2 separate regions of the Arachis hypogaea genome follow, and region 2 is linked to region 1. The links are chromatin contacts, called in public Hi-C maps. All regions are on one chromosome and are shown on one strand. The core of a region is the stretch at or near the end of the contact, and the rest is flanking DNA. Distances in the headings are between cores, read along the strand shown.

Evidence for each region. Hi-C and Micro-C count contacts between places; a contact is called where the count stands out from the background.
Region 2: a Hi-C map of leaf shows a contact between it and region 1, with 3 times the contacts expected there. The contact joins the promoter of LOC112800926 here to the promoter of LOC112800924 in region 1. A contact is called at or near these places in 2 of 8 Hi-C or Micro-C datasets (leaf and an unstated tissue).

What each region holds. Positions count from the first base shown.
Region 1 is chr5:18,668,839-18,675,246 of arahy.Tifrunner.gnm2.J5K5, forward strand. It overlaps LOC112800924, which reads right to left and starts at 3,103. Exons shown (of 14, transcript XM_025843379.3): 1 at 2,718-3,103; 2 at 622-818; 3 at 481-542. The coding sequence starts at 682.
Region 2 is chr5:18,858,642-18,865,049 of arahy.Tifrunner.gnm2.J5K5, forward strand. LOC112800926 reads right to left here and starts at 3,317. Exons shown (of 10, transcript XM_025843380.3): 1 at 2,860-3,317; 2 at 256-457; 3 at 23-132. The coding sequence starts at 317.

The DNA.
Region 1 (6,408 bases), core at 1,853-4,352:
AGAAAAAGAAAGGAAAAAAATTATTATAGAATCAGAAACAAATACCAGTATGCACGACAAAGTGCAAATCCTATAACTAATTTATCAAAAAACAGAGACTACCAAAACAACTATATATACTAGCTTTTTTTCCCTTTTCTGGTACACAACTATATAGCTCTAGTATGACACGAACTCTCCAAAGTTCAAATTTGCGGGAACCGGAGCCATACTCTGTTACAACTACCACTAACCTAGAAAAAAAAAAAAGAGCGATCATTCGAAACCCTAATTTCCCTATTCCAACACAACCTCCTCAATTTCAATACCAGTGCACTAAATACATCACCAGAAAAAAAATAGATTGCAATGAAAGCATATTTGCAATTGAATTTCAAAATCAAAGAAGAAAAAGAGAAAAAAAAAAAAAATAATAATAATAATAATAGAAAACTTGATACAGACAATGAAGTGAAGGATGTGAGATTATGTAAGCAATACCTGGAGCTCGCCAATTAAATCGGAAAGTTTACCGTTCTTGATGAGGACGGTACTGGTGTAGCCTGAAAGTGAGAACACAGTGGAATCAGATAACGTGAGGTAGGTGTGGGTGCATATCCGATTCAGAAGAGAGAGAGATACCAGCTCCAGCTATGATGAGAATCTTGGAGAAGCCGATCCCGCTTTGCATAGCCATAGCCATGGTTACGACTTACGGAGAGAGAGAGAGAGAGAGAGAGAGAGAGAGAGAGAGGTTCCGGCGCCCTGTCCGCTTCTATAGTTGATTTTCTTCTTTCTCTTTTATCTTCTGGGTCGAAGCTACGAAAGTTGCTGAATGCCTGAATCAATCAAGGTTGTAAAAACCAAACCGGTTAAGTGAATGGTCCAATTAAATTAAACCATAATTACACCGGTTAAATTAAATATAATATTTAATTTTAATCAGGAGTGTTTGCAGTACGGTTTGGTTCGGTTTTTGAGAAAAAAGTCATCCGATCCAATTATTCAATTAAACTACGGTTCGGTTTGATTCGATTTTTTTATTAAGGTCATCCAAACCAAATCAAACCAATTAAAATCGGTTTGATTTGGTTCGGTTTGTTCAGATTTTTCAATCAATTCAAAAAATATACTATCATACTATTTCACAAAGTCATAACATTGAAATCGATAAGCACAAATACACCATAGCTAACAAAGTCTTGATCCAACAAAATACATTAAACTTACTATAAATAAATAGCAGAAACAATAAATTAAATTAAAAGAACAAATACATTATTGAGTTTTGGTTTTCCACTCTAAAGAATGCACATTGATATAAATGTCTCTTCTGGAACACTCCATGATTTAAATTTTGAAATACATAGCATATTCTTCTCTAATTCATCTTAAATGAGAAAATTTGAAATAGGAAAAAAAAAAAGGCAGCAGCAACTATCATATCCAGTGCATCTGAGTTTGTCTCCTACATAGTATGATGTCAGAAGTTTACAAGCAACATAAATCGCTTAATAAAACAAAGTGCAGTGGTCAAAGAAAATAGTCATTTTGCTTTTGTTGATTGTGTTAATTAAGTAGACCTGCGAGAGATAAAAGAGAAGAACAAAAGAATAGCCACTGCATTTTATGTGGCAGTGAATAAAATTTCGGTATTATAAACCACAGTGGTATGATGAGATCACATTCTCTAGTCATCAAGTAAGAATATTGCAATGACATCATACAACAGACAATGGAGGAGCTTTACAGCAGATGGTTGCTGTTGTTAACATTGTAAGGGACTTTAAAATGGCAACTGATGTACATAAATAGTTACAAAGATCTAATATGACATGAAATCACAAAGAAATCAATCCCAAATGGATTACAATAAGCCATGACGGTAAGGAACACAATAGATAAAAAACAATAAATAGCAGAAACACAACAAATAAATTAAAAACAGAACGATACCAACAACCAGCAACAATACCAACAATAAAGTAATTGAACAAAAGTAATTCAAGAATATCCAGTTTCTCATGACATATACTAAATCATTAGATACAATGAGAAGGTAATCTAATACTTCAAAACTGCTTCTATTTTTTCATTATTCAAATTTATCTTACTATACTGATTTCAATCACTTTCTATCAAGATCCAGAACCTCCAACACTTATAAATCATACTAAATCACTTCAAAAGTAATTTTTTATTTCATATTATTTTTCCAAAAAAACTAATAATAATAATAAACCAGAAGCAGTTTCAGATAAAGTTTTCAGATATTTTCAGCTAACTGTATCATTGAACAAGTATGTCTAGCAGATCGAAGAAATGGAACACATACCCTTCGACATCAAACAATACTAAGCTACTTCAGAGTATGATAAAACCTATTTGACCATGGTAGGTTTTCAAGATTACACATCTTCCGGCAGTCACATAATTCTTGGACAGAGCATCTCCTAAACAAATACATTGAACAGTGAACCACACATTGAACAATCAGAAGCAATTTCCCTAATCAAATACAGTGAACAGTGAACCACATAACCAACAATCAGAAGCAATTTCCCTAAACAATGAATAACAAATAAACCAATGAACAGTGAACCAGCAATCAGAAGCAATTTCAATAAACAATGAACAATAAATAACACAATGAACAACAATCAAAAGCTGTTGAACAGAATAAAACAATGAATCAATAATTATTAAACAAAAATTAGTCAACGGGCTCCATATCTGACTTGAATCGGTGGCTGTTGTGGGTGGCCAGAAATGCTGCTGGGAAGAAGGCTTCGGCGTGCTGTGTTATGTTGTGCTGTGCTCGGTGGCTCGGAGGGAACTGGGAGAAGGCTTCGGCGCTGCTGGGAAGAACACTGCTGGGTCCGTGCTCGCTGTCGCTGGGAAGAGCGATGCTGGGTCCGTGGTCGCTGGGAAGAAGGCTTCGGTGGCGCTGCCAGGTGCTGGAAGGAAGGTCTTCGAGCTCGAGACTCCAGTGGAGAGAGCAAGAGTGCGAGACTGAGGAGAGGAGAGTCTCGAGACACCTAGATCTAGGTTTACGTTTGGGGGTGTGGACTGGGGAGGGGGGTTAGGTCGCGAGTGAGTCAGGATAGGAGAGTCACATTAGGGTGGGGGGTTTGGTTTTTTAGGGTTTTTAATATACCGGTTCGGTTCGGTTCAGTTGAGGTTTTTATTATCAAAACCAAAAACCGAACCGAACCGTAATAAAAACAGCAAAATGTATTTTTTTCGGCTTTCGATTTGTTCGATTTTCGGTTTTTTTGATTCGGTTGATCAGTTTAGATCGGTTCGGATCGATTTTGAACACCCCTATTTGATATTGGCTGGAATTTGGATGCACCACTGATATAGCATAAAAGAGGCTTAACTGGATATAATAAACCTGCAGCCTTGGTATAGTCATTGTAAAATTTTGTAGCATCTTCAAGGTTTCTAAAAATTATTCCAACCTTGGGAACAAGCTGCTCATCAACAACAGAGAGGGGTTGCAAAAAATATGTTAAAAACAAGAAAATACTAGAATTTCTGCACCTCATAAAAAAAATAATAATCAAAGTAACATACACCCAAGGACTCTTGATATACACCCGAACGACAACAAGTCAATTAAAAATAACAAGAAAAACCATAAACTGTAAATACACCCAAGCTTCTCTAAAATACACCCAAACCTCCCTAAAAATACACCCAAAAAGTTCTGATCTACACCCAAGTGTCTGCTATAAATTGCAGATAATTAATCAAAACTAATACATTAGATTCAATCCACAGATTATGTTAACGCATTAATTTCAGAGTCTATGTTCACGAATTATTCAGCTAGACAATCTTAATTAGTTGAAACTAAATCAAACCTCAGGAACTTCGTTCGATTTAAATTTAAAATACACTTTGCCGTGATTGAGCTGACAATCTGAGATTGAATCCACTTCGCCGTGATTGAGCTGACAATTTGAGGTTGAATCATCCATTATCTTCAAAAGGACTTCAAAATTTGATTTCAGGAACCAGAAAATCGAAATAAAACAAAGCTAGCGTTACAGTTCGCAAAACTTAGGTGAATGACGAAGAACAAAGAAGTGATAAACGCAGAAGAAAGAAGAATTCAAAAGACCAGGGGAGAACGCGAGAAGAAGAACGAAGAAATTTGGCAAGAGATTCGAAGAAGGTAACGAAATCTTTTGAAGGTTGGAAGAGAGATATTTGCGCGTTAATTGAGTTTGATTGAAACTAAATTCTATTATATAGCGCGTAACTTGTACGTAACAATTGGAGCGCGTTTAGGATATTAGTAAGCTTCAGCACTTGTAACACTTGTAAATGCTAATTGCTTGTATGCTAAGATTAATTGTTTTAAAAAATTCAGAACAAATCAACATATTTTCAATCTACATATTTTAATATTCTTCTTTAATAAGTAATAAGAGATCATTTTAATTAAATTACCTTAAAATATTTATATAATTTTTTTTTGTCAATAAATTTGATATTTTTTTAAGACTCAAAAAATTGTTAATAGAAAAATATATGAGAATTACGAATTTTTTTTTCGGTACACTTTTTTTATATTATCCTATTTTATTTATTTATTATTCTTATACTTTGATATTTAAAAAAAAAAAAGTAGCATGTTTATTTTTCTTATTTTCCACTATTTGTAGAGAAATAAAAACCTCTTCAAATGCATATTCCAGAGAACCTCAGACTTATTCTCTGGTTGGGGAGCTCAAATGCTCTTTTCACCGCTGCTCTTTGTTAACATCGGTAGCTGGGTACGTCGGATCTCTGTCTTAGATGTCGAGCTCACCCTGAGACTATCCTTCATTGCTTGAGGAATTGGTCAAAGACAAAAGCTGTCTGGACTCTTTTGGGTTTCTCAAATCCCACCTTTTTCAATGTTCAATCCTATAAGACTTGGATTCTAAAGGATTTTGGAGGCGATAAGTTGCACATTTACAGCAGAACTATGGTGCATTTGGCTGGACAGAAATGAAGAACTCATCAAGAATAAGTGCTCTTCTGCTTTGTCGGTCAATTTCAAAGTGCGTGCTATGTCGGAAACTTTCAAAATAGGATAAATTTTCAACATCCATAAACTGATTCAACTGCCTCCTAGCTCGTGATCTTGTCCTGAGCATGGATTTTTGAAATTGATCTGCTACGATAGTGTATTCAAGGAAGAAGAGTGGGCGGAATTTGGTTATGTTCTCTGAGGTGAATATGGTAACTGGATTCATGCCAGCTCTGGTAAAGTGCCAAGAGTTAGTGTCCTTCGTGCAAAAATTTGGGCAATTTAGAGTGGTCTGTTGATGGCTTCAGTGGTTGGTGCAAACCATGTTATCTGTAAGGTGGACTTAATGGATGTGTTTCTTCTTGTTAGTTATTGGTGCTTCCCAGACGAACATGAAGAAAAGGAATTGCAACAAAAGATTTTTGAGCTCAAGAACCATAGAAGTTGGAAACTGCATTTTGTGTTGTTACAACGAGGTGCAAATAATGTTGCTGACTGTTTGGCAAATTTTGGGGCACGTGGTAGCTATAATACAGTAGATTGACTGCAACCACCATCTGCTATGCTTCGATTGCTCATGGATGACATAACTTAGGCAGTTCATCCTTGTTTTGTTTATCGCTCTAATTGTTTAGATTTTTTTTTTTTTTGTTTCTTGTTAGTCTTTGCTCACCAAAGGGAAAAAAATCTCTTCAAATTCATATTCATATTTTGGCCTACCACTTAAAAAAAATTAAGATAAAGATAAATATTCATGATTCTGGAATATAATTTATCTTTTATAAATAATTAACATATTTTTCGGTCCATATTTACTTTATTTTGTACAACATGATATTATGACCATTATTTTTTTTTAATCTATGTTTATTTTAAGAATATAGATATATGCTTATTGTGTGCTTTTATAGTTGAGTATTTTAAAAGTTTTTATTGTGATTTTATTTTCAATCACAATGATATAAACATGGTTACGACAATATTAAAATGATAAAATTAAAAAATTGAATAATATATTAATAAAAATTACAAAACTAATTTCCTAAATATAATAAAAAAAAGTGGCTAAAGAAGTGATGTGCCTGTTAAGCACTAAGGTAGTGTTTGTTTGTAGAGACACGATAGAACAGGACACAAAGACAATAGGACAGAGACATTAAAAATTATGTTTTGTGTATCGTGTTTGGATACGATGGATAGGACACTAATGTAATGTCCAGTATTATGTTTGGATACATATGGACAAGACTAAGATATTATATGAAATGACTAAAATAGTTATGTGATTCCAAATTTTCTAGTATAAACTAATTTAATAAAGAGTGAGAGTACATAGGAGTACAGACAGTAGGAACTTCAAAAAAATATTTGAAGCAGTCAAAAATTTTAATAAAAAATTATAT
Region 2 (6,408 bases), core at 2,067-4,566, 190 kb after region 1:
TATGGTTTATGAGCAAAGTTACCATTTTCCTCTCGTATAGTAGCATAGCGACTGTTAGCTAAGGGGCACGAGCTTCGATTGCAAAGTCCAGTAACATTGTAAGGGTTTCTACAAAAATTCCCCGTCGTAATTCTACACAAAAAGAAAAATAAACCAAAAAATCTGTGAAAATTTGGAACTTTTGACAAAAACAAGGAGAAAGAACCATGAGAGTAATGAAAATAATTGAAGCAGAGAATGGTAGTGTTTCTTTACTTGGCCATGAAACTACAATGGTTGTGCCTGATAACGTGCCATATAACCTCATCGTGCTGCATCTTTGGAGTGGGGTTTTAAAGGGGACTTTTGATTCCAGTGGTTTGACAATGGAGTTGGCGGCAGCGCCTGTAAACAAGAAGTTGCAGGAGCGGCGGCTGTGAGCTATGAAGAAGAAAGGAACTTGTGCAGTTGTGCTTCCCTGGAACGACATCATTTGATAAACTCAAATATTTCCATACAAATACACAAACTTGCAACATGCAAAGGTATTGTCATCAGGATAATTAAAATGAAAATTAAAATCCATAACCTGATACCAATTAACCATAAGAAATTCTAAGGTGTAGACCCAAGCAACCTCAGATAACCTGTCATCTTTTTCAATCCATTTAGTTTAAATTTTATCACGAATAATTGCTTACTTGCCTACATATCGCTTTCCTTAATACCTATATTTCTCTTTCCTGAATCTGCATAAATCCCTTCAAGCCTTCAATTCGAAATTTCGCAGTGTTGGACCCTTGATCCTCCCATTCATCTGATTTCCAAACCCTAAGTTCCAAGGATTAAATAATACACTTTCTTATGTGCACTATTTCATTTTGGCTATCACGACTCATCCTCGTCTATTCTACATGATATTCAACAAGCTGACAGGCACAATATTAAAAAGAATGATATAAAAACATCTACTGAGGAGCGAGGGAGAGTTGAGAGCTCAGAGAAGAGGGTGAGTTTGTGGGTGGCTACCGAGGGTTTCTGATTCTGCTAGAACTAGGAATTAGGGTTAGGTTTTTTAATTTTTCGGCTTTTAAGCCTTTTATAATTATGGTACGGGTAGTACCTAAAAATTCATGGGTTTTTTTATGGACAAAAAAAATTAATATTTACTCTTTTAAATGTTATAAAAAAATTTTACCCTTTTAAACGTTCACTAATAATTTCATAAACAGAGACTATTTAACTGTCAAAAATTATACAACAGTGAAACAAAGCAATTATACAAGTATTGTCTGCGAAATAAGAGAAACCACACTATAAAATAACCAAGGTTCTGAAAACCGGAACGATCATCAAACCGCTCGTCACTGGTTCACTGGTTTAGTGGTCCAACCGGTCTAACTGTGGTTCAACGGAAAAATCGTTCCATAATAAAATAATAAATAAATTATAAATAAACATCCTAAATATCTTTGAAATTTAAAACCCTACATAAAATATCACCAACTAAATGTAATTAATCACCAAAATATGCAATGACTTGCTGCAAATTTGTTGACAATTAACATAATTATACTTCTAATAAAAATAGCTAGATTGAATTACAATGCACAAGTTAAAGATAGAGAATATTGTCTTAATGTAGCTAAGTCAAAAGGTAAAACAAAAAATGATAGTGTTGCACAATAAACACAACAGAGCCTGAAACAAACACACAACAGAGGCTGAAACAAAAACACAACAAAGCCTGAAACAAAAAAATCCAACACGGAGGAGGGGTAGCAAGTCGGCAGATATCAAGAACAGGGACAGTGCAACCAAACAATGAACAAAACAATGAAAACATAATTTTTTTTATATAACAGAACAATCAAAACATGAATCATACAATCACTAATTGCAAATTTTTTCTTCATAAGAACAGAACAATGAAAACAAGAAGCATATAATAAATCAAAAAATCACCAATTGCAAATTTTTTAATAAGAACAGAAGTTAGAACAGTGAAAAATGAAGAAAGATTAACAGTTTTCAACCCAATTTTAACAAAGCTCATCACGATGATTAACAACAAAAAAAAAACAATGAAGGAACAGTGAATCAATAATAGAGTTGTCAATTTAAAATTTATCATCAAATACAATCAGTGAGCAAAACCAGTCAACCAAGTACTGACTGGACATTCGAAAAAAAAAAATCAAAAGAACATTTAAATCACAGCAAAAACACAACAACAACAATAGGAACATTTAAAACAAAGCAACCCAAAAAAAATCAAAAAATCACCATTGCTGAAAACAATGATTTGATACGTGTATGCTCAAAGAATTAAAAGCTAAGCTTACAGGAAAGTGAAGAATACCCAAACCAAAGAACCTTCAATCACAGCTTAAATCAAGAACAGAAAATCACAACAAAAACAAAAAAAAATTAAAAGTAACAGAAGAACAACAGAACAACAACACAAGAACAATTAGCAAATTAACAAATTCACAATAACAGTTAAAATTTACCAGAAGAACACTAATGCAAGTAGAATCATCATGCTAATATGTTTTTTGCAAAGATGCTTTTTTTTGTGCAGCTAAAATTTCCTAATTACTAAGATCCAATTATTCTAATTTCACATGCAATCAACTTACTAAGATTCTAAAAGCTAGAAATTATAAAACCATCCAGAAATATGGTTAAAGCATTTCATCAAACATGTTGAGTGCGGTAAAATTAAAACGAAACAAGAGAATTCAAAGCTTAATATCAATGTGATAGAGAAGAGAACATAACTATTGTTACTTATTGTAATGGAAATCAGAAGTTGCAGAGTTTGAAGCAGAGTATTGCTGTTGTGTGAGTGTATTGTCTGGGGTTTAGGGAACTCACGGTGGCGACAAAAGAGAGCAGTTCGACGGCCAGGTGGAGCGCGCGGGTTGGTCGCAGAGTTTGAAGCACAGCAACGTGGCTTCCAGACGAACGCGAATGCGAACTCGAACGGTGAACGGCGAGCGAACGTGAACGGCGAAGAACGCGAACGAAGACGACAGCTGAACGAAAACCTGAACGTGAACGGCACACAAACGGCGACGGAAGCGCGGCTGAGCAGATAAAGACGACGGACGCCGAGCTCGAGGAAGCAGCCGCGATCGGTGACAGCGAACAGGGGTTGAAGACTTGGAGCACGAGGGAAGCTAGATAGACGGACGGATGGCGAACTTTGAGTGCGATGGACGGCGGCAGTATGCCACTCCTTGCGGCTGTGTGGTAGGCTTACAGTGCTAGGGTTTTTAGGCTGGGTTTGTGTGATTTCTTTCTGAATGAAAGAAAGAATGGGAGAAAGGGAGAAAGAAACGAAGGAGCTTCCGTTTTTGTGTAAACCGGGCGGGTTCCGTTCGGTCCGACCGACAGGTTTTCGACCGGTTTAACGGTTTCTCACCGACATGCCTGACCGGGACTATTAATGTTGTTGGTTCGTGGTTGAATCGGTCCGACCAGACAGTTCGGTCCAATTTTCAGAACATTGAAAATAATGCAGTTGCGCATTATATTCAAATCATTTATTTAGTTTGAAACTCGTTAGAATTCAGACAAAAAGAAAGAGAAAGAAATAAGAAAAAAAAGAGCAAACAGGAGGGAAAAAACGCTTTTGTCATAATGATTCGGAGTAACATCAACTATTTGAATGAAGGCAGATATATTGCAGGCATAGCTATAAGAAACGAATTGGTGATCAAATCGGTCAAACTACTAATTTACTGATTTATTGGTTCAATCGATAAATTACTGGTTGATCCGGTAAAATCAGTCATATGTAAATAAAAAATATAAAATAGTAAAAAAATCTTAAAAATTTTAAAATACACATCTTTACCAATATTTTAAGAACGACTAAGTCTCAAATTTTAAAGACAACTAATACAAATATAGACATAAAATTAGTTAGTATTACTACAATAGTATTTTAATTTGACAATAAGAATACAAATCCATAATATCAGTAAATTTTAATAATAATATTAAAACAGATAACTTTAATCACAACACTAACATTAAAATAGATAAAGATTAATAATTTTTTAGTAAAATTTATATTTCTATAATAATAGTACATAGTTAAAAATTTCATTAATTCAAAAAATAGAGAATACAAAATTAAAATTAAATTAGATATTTATATACTTATTTAATTCAAAGATTTACTATATAATTAATGTTTGTCACATATAACAACGAGAAGTACATTGATAGAGTGGTACTGAAGGTGGATTGCACTTAAGAGGTTCCTTGTTCAAACCTTGCCTCTAATATTTTGGAATTTTCCAAATTTAACTGGTTTTCTCCAATTTTCACTGGTTCATGCCGGTTTCCACCTTTAAAAGGTCCAAAGAACAAACCGAACCAGTTCATGATTTGGTTTATCGATTTTTCGGTCGAATCGATCGATCCGGTTCAATTTTTACAACTATGATTGCGGGCTATATTGATTATCAGGTTAGAATTTAAATTAATTTTTTGTTTATTATATTATAGTTGTTAGTTGGTTACTTAGTAGTTATAAGTTTAGGATAATTTTAATATATTAGAGAATATATATTTATAAATATATAAATTAGGGAGACTTTTAAATTTAATGTAGAAATTTTTTAATTTAGTCTACATGTTGTAATTTTTATGAAATGAGATAAATATTTATTTATGAGCAATAAATTTTTAGAGATGTTTTACATAATAGATGTTATTAGTAGTATTGGTTAAAATTTAATGAAGAAATCTTTGGATTTAGGCTAATTGTTGTATTTTATTATGATTGAAATGAATGATGATTTATGGTTGATAGAGTTTTAGAGGTACTTTAGATAATAGGTATTATTTTTAGTGGTGGCTTAAATTGAGCTTGATGTCGAAATTACACAGAGTCGACGGGTCCTATTTTCGAGGAGGAATATGGACTCAGGAGTGGAAGGACTGCCTGATGCATTACTGTCTTATTTGGAGGAGATTAGTTTCGTCCATGTAGCTCGAGTTAGAGATTTTCACTTCGACAACTCGCTCCTTTTAGTTTTTGTCGTGCGATGGCATCCAAAGAGACCCATTCATTTCACATTCCATCGGGTGAGTGTATCATCATCCTTCAAGATGTTACTTATCACCTTGGCTTGTAGACACATAAGGAGCTGATAGGTGGTTCCAGCCATGATTTTTAGACTTATTATAATCGTGACATATGGGAGATGATTGCAGAGGCACTTGAAGCATTGTCGCGCGAATCTTTCACCATTAAGATGATATGGTTAAAGGATCGCCTAAAACAAATGTCTGCTAATGCTGCACCAGATGTACTCGAACAGTATGCGCATTGTTACATACTCAGATTGATCAACAGGCTACTAATGACAGAAAAATCTATCATCACCGTACATGTTAGATGGATCCCATTGATTGCTGATTTCGAGAGATGCAAGTAGTACTCGTGGGGTTCTACTGTGCTCGCTTGGACCTAGCATTCTTTGTGCATGGCTATCAACTTAGAGATGGATGACTTGGATGGATGCATCCTACTTATGCTTTGTTGAATTTACCACAGATTCCTAGATTGGTGCCCTGAAGGTAGGGACGTGGTAGATTTTTCATTGGCTGCGAGGTATGTCTTTATATTTACAAACATTTTTTGTAGTTGCATAGAGATGACATGGGTCAGAAACTATTGTACTGAAGGTAGCAATTGGACTTGGTCCCTTATGATAAGGTATTTAAGTTTACATATAAAGTACTTAGTAAATTATATTTATTAATACTCATAACTAATTTATATGTGCATATTCTTTATAGTTCTGGTGGACACCTTATAACATACAACCTTTGCACGATATCATTCCTCAGCAGGTACATAGCAACAAAGAAAGGCTAACATATACTGCAGTAGTGGCTCTGGTATGTTTTCATTTCGTTGAGTTCCATCACCCAAATCGAGTTTTTCAATAGTTTAAAGTGAACAGCATATATCTGAGGCACCAATAAACATTGACGGGCTACTTACCTTGACATTCAGATTAGAGAATAAATGGTGGCCAACTGAGCTTGCATTGTGGTACTCTTCATGGAGAAACCGTTTCGAGCCTCTGCAATAGGCGATAGGTTTACCCACGATAGACCTACGCCCTTCGCAAGCCTATTTTACCCGGTGGTGCTGAATGTGCCACAATCGTATCTTGTCACGGCTTGACGCTCACCTATTACATGTGTTACCATATGATGCTCTACAGGAGACCCCATAAGCCATTAGCTTGATGCTTCCTACAGATGCTCCTGATCTTCGACATATTTTTCTAAATTTTTTTGTTAAGTACTGTGAAAACATATTACCCTGACTAAGTTGAGCAAATGCTTCTCGACCATTCCTAATAAACAAGTTCTGCAGTCACATATATGTGGACC